Linked DNA regions of Ovis aries: region 2 is linked to region 1. Evidence: chromatin contacts called from public Hi-C data. All regions are on one chromosome and are shown on one strand. Each heading gives the region's core, a stretch centred on a gene start, on an enhancer-like site or on the middle of the called end of the contact. The rest is flanking DNA. Distances are from core to core; before and after follow the strand shown.

Evidence for each region. Hi-C and Micro-C count contacts between places; a contact is called where the count stands out from the background.
Region 2: a contact with region 1 is called in a Hi-C map of liver, with 3 times the contacts expected there. The contact joins the promoter of PHLDA1 here to the enhancer-like site in region 1. A contact is called at or near these places in 4 of 16 Hi-C or Micro-C datasets (liver, skin fibroblasts and tail adipose tissue).

Annotation. Positions count from the first base shown.
Region 1 is chr3:112,018,193-112,021,078 of ARS-UI_Ramb_v3.0, forward strand. No RefSeq gene overlaps it. Among named protein-coding and RNA genes, the nearest start is that of PHLDA1, 48 kb to the right of the region's middle. Within about 2 kb of position 1,264, at least 18 of the 54 cell types and tissues checked have an H3K27ac peak or open chromatin away from gene starts, as enhancers often do. A contact at or near this core is called in liver and tail adipose tissue, where this site is marked.
Region 2 is chr3:112,065,908-112,068,701 of ARS-UI_Ramb_v3.0, forward strand. PHLDA1 (pleckstrin homology like domain family A member 1) reads right to left here and starts at 1,491. Exons shown (of 2, transcript XM_012173944.4): 1 at 278-1,491. The coding sequence starts at 1,485. The coding sequence ends at 304.

The DNA.
Region 1 (2,886 bases), core at 14-2,513:
CTTCCCAGGTGGCCCCAGTGGTAGAGGACCTGCCTGCCAGTGCAAGAGATGTTAGGAGACACGGGTCCAATCCCTGGGGTGGGAAGCACCCCTGGAGGAGGGCATGGGAGCCCACTCCAGTATCCCTGCCTGGAGAGTCCCACGGACAAAGGTGCCTGGAGGGCACCTGCCCATGGGGTCGCAAAGAGCCACAACCGAAGCATCGAACCACACGGGCAGGCAGTTCAGAAAACCCAGAATGTGGGAGAACGGCCACGGGAAGGTTCACGCTTGCTTCATCTCTCCACTGTCATTATTTTCAACATGTGCATACCAGAATGTTGCTACTTCACGACACAGAAAACACAGATCAGCAGGTCTTGGGGGTTTGCGGGGAAGGAAGAGAACAGGGTGTATACGCTGTATACACTCCAGCCTGTGGTCACTACTTACAACAAAGGCACGACACAGTGCCGCCGGCAGAAGATAGACGTGATACTGCTTTAGAAAATAATAACCTTACAAAACAGGTGGTCAGGAAAGCCAGGAAGTGACTATCACCAAAGCCAGGCTAGAGGTGACTTCTAGAAGGGAAGGAGGGAGTGTGGTCTGGAAGGCAAACAAAGGAGGGGCTTCGGGGCTGGCCCTGTTCCCTTCCTTGATTGAGGGGTGTTCACTTTGTAATTATTGATTATACTGCGTTTCTGTTTTCTGTTTATATACTCTATTTCATAATTTTCAGAAGGTTAAAGAAAGAAAATATAACCCGCCCTTCACTGAGGAAAAGACACCTTACTGCAGAGTAGGCTTTTAAACATCGTCCTCTGTTGAGGTCTATGTTCTTGCCATAGATTGTTATTCTGGAAGAAAGAGAGGAGGGAGGGTTTTTGAGGCAGCATAGGAGACTGCGGTTAATGCTCCAGTATAGACGGCATACCAGAGATTCTTTAAATACTGGAGTATGTTTGGGGTATGTTTTTTTAAGAGAGTAACTATTCTAAAGTCAGAAATCACTTGGAATTCACAAGACGCCAGAAAGTTCTCCATGGAGTAGGCAGTGTTCACAAAATCAGTCATCAGACACAAAGACAGGGGCTACAAACAGGGTTATGAACTCATCAGAATAAATACAAAGTTTTAAGATGATATTAAGAACTCAGTTCTTCTAGTTCAGGGCATAGCGGAGCCTCGGGGCCTCTATGTGAAGAAAATCCCTCCTGTGTTTGGCATCTGAGTGACTCACCCAGAAAACCATACGCTGCGTGTAGCAAAAAGGAAATGAATCATGGAAGTTTCTGACCTTTGCCCTTGTCATCCCAGTAAAGGGAAACCACCCACAGACAGTCTCAACAGAGCTGGAGACAGGGCAGTCACACGGGGCACAAATAATGATGTAAATCCACTGGCAGAGGACGGTGAGACAACCAGGTCTGGATAGTGCAGCTCAGGAGCTGAGAGTACGGATAAGCACTCATTTCCTGCTACAAGGAACCTGGCAGTTGATATATTGAAAATGGATAACCAACCACGGCATGGAATGGCGAACTCTGCTCAGTGTTATGTGGCAGCCTGGATGGGAGGGGTTTGGGGGAAATGGATACATGTGTGTATATGGCTGAGTCACCATTGCTAATCAGCTATGCTCCAATATATTAAATAAAAAATTTAAAAAAATAGCAGTTGAACTGGCATTGAAGACACTTAGGCAGGATCCACTGGCCTCTGCTGACAACAGTTATCGGGACCCCTCCCACCAGTTGCTGGGGTGGGGTAGGAGGGGTAGAATAGAGGAGAGCAATGATCTGGATGCCCCTTAGATCTCCATCGTAAGTTTGACATTCGGAGAATTTGCTTTACTTGCTTAGAAGTAGGCCAAACTCATGTGAGGATGACAGTTGCAATGAGTTTGACAGAATCATTTACGATGAAGAAGGTGGGAGCCCAGTGTCTGCATTCAGAAAGGCAGAGAGTTTATAATAACTGGCAGAGAAGTCTTAACACAATCTAAAGAATGATCTACAGCCCTAGTCCAATACATCAGGTGGTGATTTCATTCTTCAGCCTACTCAGGATGCCTTCAAAATGTTAATTAAAGAGCTAAATAGAGTTCATCCAAAAACATGAACAAAGTAGGAAAAAAAAGATGCCCACAAAAGGAAAAAAAAAATCCCTCTAAGGGACCAGACAGAAAGCGTCTAATGGCCTACATTACTGATCAAAAGTGCATTCAAGGACTATACTTGGAAGCGAGATTGCTCTCAGCCTCTCCAGTAACCCACCAAAAGCAAGGAAATAGGTGAGCTGTAAAGTTCAAAGTCCTCAGTTCCCTGCTGAGCTGTAAAGTTCAAAGTCCCCATTTCCCTCCACCCCAGGTGAGCTTTCTAGTGTAATTTTTCTCGTAAGGGTCTAAGAAAGGCAGTACAGCTTCTATACACCTTATCACAAGAGAATATACCATCCCTCCCAAAAGCATCACCCAAGCTTTTACCCCCAGGATGCACTCAGCTACAAAACCTTGCCCTGGCTGGTTAGGAGAGTGGGAATTAGGCACTCTTAGGCCACACAGCTTAAAGCAGAACTCTGACCTGAGCTTGGTGACTCAGGTTGATGGAGGACATTGGATACCAAATATGGTCCAGTCACGGGTCACGAATGCAGATCGGAGCCGACCTTAGAGCCTTTCCTCTCCTTTCCACCTCCCGCGTACCCCGACTCTGGCCACTGTGGCATTCCCACCCACTCCAGCAGAAATCAGCTTCTTTAGAGAAAGGAGATTAGTCACTACCAGGTAGACAGGATTTCTTGGACCGCGCCCTGTTACTGCCTTCAGTATTTACGGATGGATATGGAAGTGATTCAGCCTTCTCTCAGAGCAGAGACTTAAAAGATGATCCTTTGCGCACTATT
Region 2 (2,794 bases), core at 241-2,740, 48 kb after region 1:
CGAGCGCGCCAGGAGACGGCCGGCGGCGCGGCCGGGGCCGGGGGCGCGCGTCCCGGACGCGGGCGGGTCGGCGGCGCTGCGGGCACCTTCCCGCCCAGCGCGCGTTCCTCAGCCTGCCCTCCCCGCCCGGCCTCTGCTGCCTGCAGCCTGTGCCCTTCTCTCCACCTCCCAGAAACCCAGGTTCATTGCTCCCTTGCCCACCCAAGAGCCGAACCCGTGAGCAGGCTTCCGGCTCTGACACCCCCAGAGCCGCTCCCCGGACCCGCGCCGACCTTACCGCGTTCGGGCCGGGTGCTGCCCTCTTCAGGCCGAGTTGGAGGTGCTGCGGAGGAGCCGGTGGCCGTGCGCCTGCGAGAGCGGCGGTGGGTGCGGGTGCGGTAGTGGGTGCGCGTGCGGGTGCGGGTGCGGGTGAGGGTGCGAATGCGGGTACGGATGAAGCGGCTGCGGCTGCGGCTTCGGCTGAGCCTGGGGTTTGGGCTGGGGCTGCGGTTTGGGTTGGGGCTGCGGCTGGGCTTGGGACTGAGGCTGCGGCTGGGCTTGGCTTTGGGGCTGAAGCGGCTGCGGCTGCGGAGGCTGTTGCTGGACCAAGTGCTGTTGCTTCTGCCGCGTGGACTTGACCGCCAGGATGGCCTGGCGATTCTTGTACTGCACCATCTGCAACGTGATCTCGGCGTTCCAGCCCTGGTCCTGCGGGCACCGAAAGTCGATCTCCTTGCCCTCAGCCATCACCACGGTGAAGTACATGTACTTGCCCTTGCGCTCCACGCAGTCCACGGTCTTCATGTTGGAAAAGTGCAATTCCTTGAGCTTGACCGGCGGCTCGAGGCTGGCCACGGCGGGGCCTCCGGGTTGGGACGGCTCGACCGAACCCTGCCCGGGCTGCTGTTGCTGCTGCTGCTGCTGCTGGTGGTGTTGCAGCTGTTTGGGTGGGATGAGCAGCAGCCCCTCCTCGGTGAGGATGCAGCACTTCTTCTTCCAGAGCTGCAGCAGCCCGTCGCTGCGCTTCTCCAACACGCCCTCCTTCAGCGCCTTGCAGCCGCTGCTCTCCAACATCCTCCCGGCATAGGGGGCGCCGCCGCTCGGCTCGGCCTCTCCGCTTCCAGCCGCCCGGGTCGGGGGCAGCAGCAGCAGCCGCGCGCCGTCCTCGCCCCAACGGCTCCCGCGGCCTCCGGGCCGGAGCGCGCAGAGGAGGCTAACGCGCAGAAAGCAGGGCGGCGGCGGCGGCGGCGGCGGCTCGGGGTCCGGGCAGCAGGGCAGCCGCGTCCTGATGCGCCACAAGGTCCCGGAGCTGCGAGCCGCCGGGGCTCCGCCGTCCTCTTGCGAGCGCTCACTGAAGGGCACTGGCCGGGCCCCCTCGCGGCGCTTTTGAATGGGCCATATCCCCCACCCCCGAGTGACACCCAGCGGAAAAGGCGGCTCCTGGCGCCCGCGCCGCGGGGGAAAGCCCAGCTTGGAGAGGCGCTCTGCCGCCGGCGCGCGCCTCATTCACTTGGGGCCTTTCCAAAGCCGGCCGGTCCACGCCCCCCGCGCCCCGCGCCCCGCCTCCCGCCGCCCACTCGCTTCCGCGCTCCTTCCCCAGGCTGGCGGCCGGGACGCGAGCCCCGGAAACTCGTCTCCTCCGCCCGGGGCCGCGGCTGAGGGCGCCCCGACTGCCGGGCGAAGAATGCCGACGCGCAGAGGGCGCCGAGAGGCCATCTCCAGCCGTCGCGCCTCTCCGCCCGGCGGGGCTCTCTGCGGAGAGCCTCGGGTGGGCACGGGACTGCCCAGGTGGGCGCAGTTGCCAGACCGCCAGGCACGCCAGGCGGACCCTCTGCGCTCCGGAACTCGCCCTGAGGACTCGCGCTGGGTTCCGAAATCTCGCAGAGCCCGCTCCAGGCCTGGGCCAGCGAGGAACTGGGGCTGAGGTTCGCACGCCGCGGAGTCCCGCGAACTGTGCCTCCCCCGGACCCCACGTAGACATCTTAGTGCGCAAAGGGCGAGAGGAAATGGTGTCTTTACACTCACACTCGCTTACGGCCACTACCCAGCTCTTCTTAGAGCGCGCGATTGTTAAGAGCAACCGTCTGTCCCTTTTGGAGTGGATAGAAGGGAACCCACTAGAAATGACATTTCGCCTTCCTTTTTTCGAGCCTGGAGCGCAAGCACTCCTTATCTTACGTGACACAAGCCCTTAGGCTTCCTCTTGACCCATCCGTACAGCCTGCAGTCTCTTACAAGAGTAACTGCAAATTGCGGTAACATCCGGTTCTGAGATTCCGCACTTTAACCTCAGAAGGGTGGGTTAACCTCCGAAGGGTGGGTTGGCCTCCGCGGACCCGTCCCTTTGCAAACGCCCAACAGGTCATATCTCTCCTAATCTCACTTATCTGTAACCCTGGGGAAGGTCATTCTGTGCTCGCCCCTAGCTCCCTCCTACTCCATTTAAGCAATTTCTATAGAAACTCTGGGAAACAAAGATTAAAGAGCATAAACCGAAACCAAACCTCTTAAGGAAATGTACTAGAGAATCCCAACTATATACCCACCCTGAAAAATATGAATTACACAAAAGAAAGAAATGAGGGATGGACAAGTCGGAGTCGGCCAGGGTACCAGGAAAGGGTGCTACTTGTGCCCAAGAAGGAAGGAGAGCTGAGTTCATCCGTAGTGTCTGTCATCTGGCTGGAACAAAGAATTCAAGGGGGAAGAAGCGACACATGAGCTTGGAGAACCCCTCAAGAGTCAAATTCTTTGTGTCACGCTTAAGAAATTCGAGGTTCATCCCAAGGTAATCGAGAACAAAGGATAACTTTTA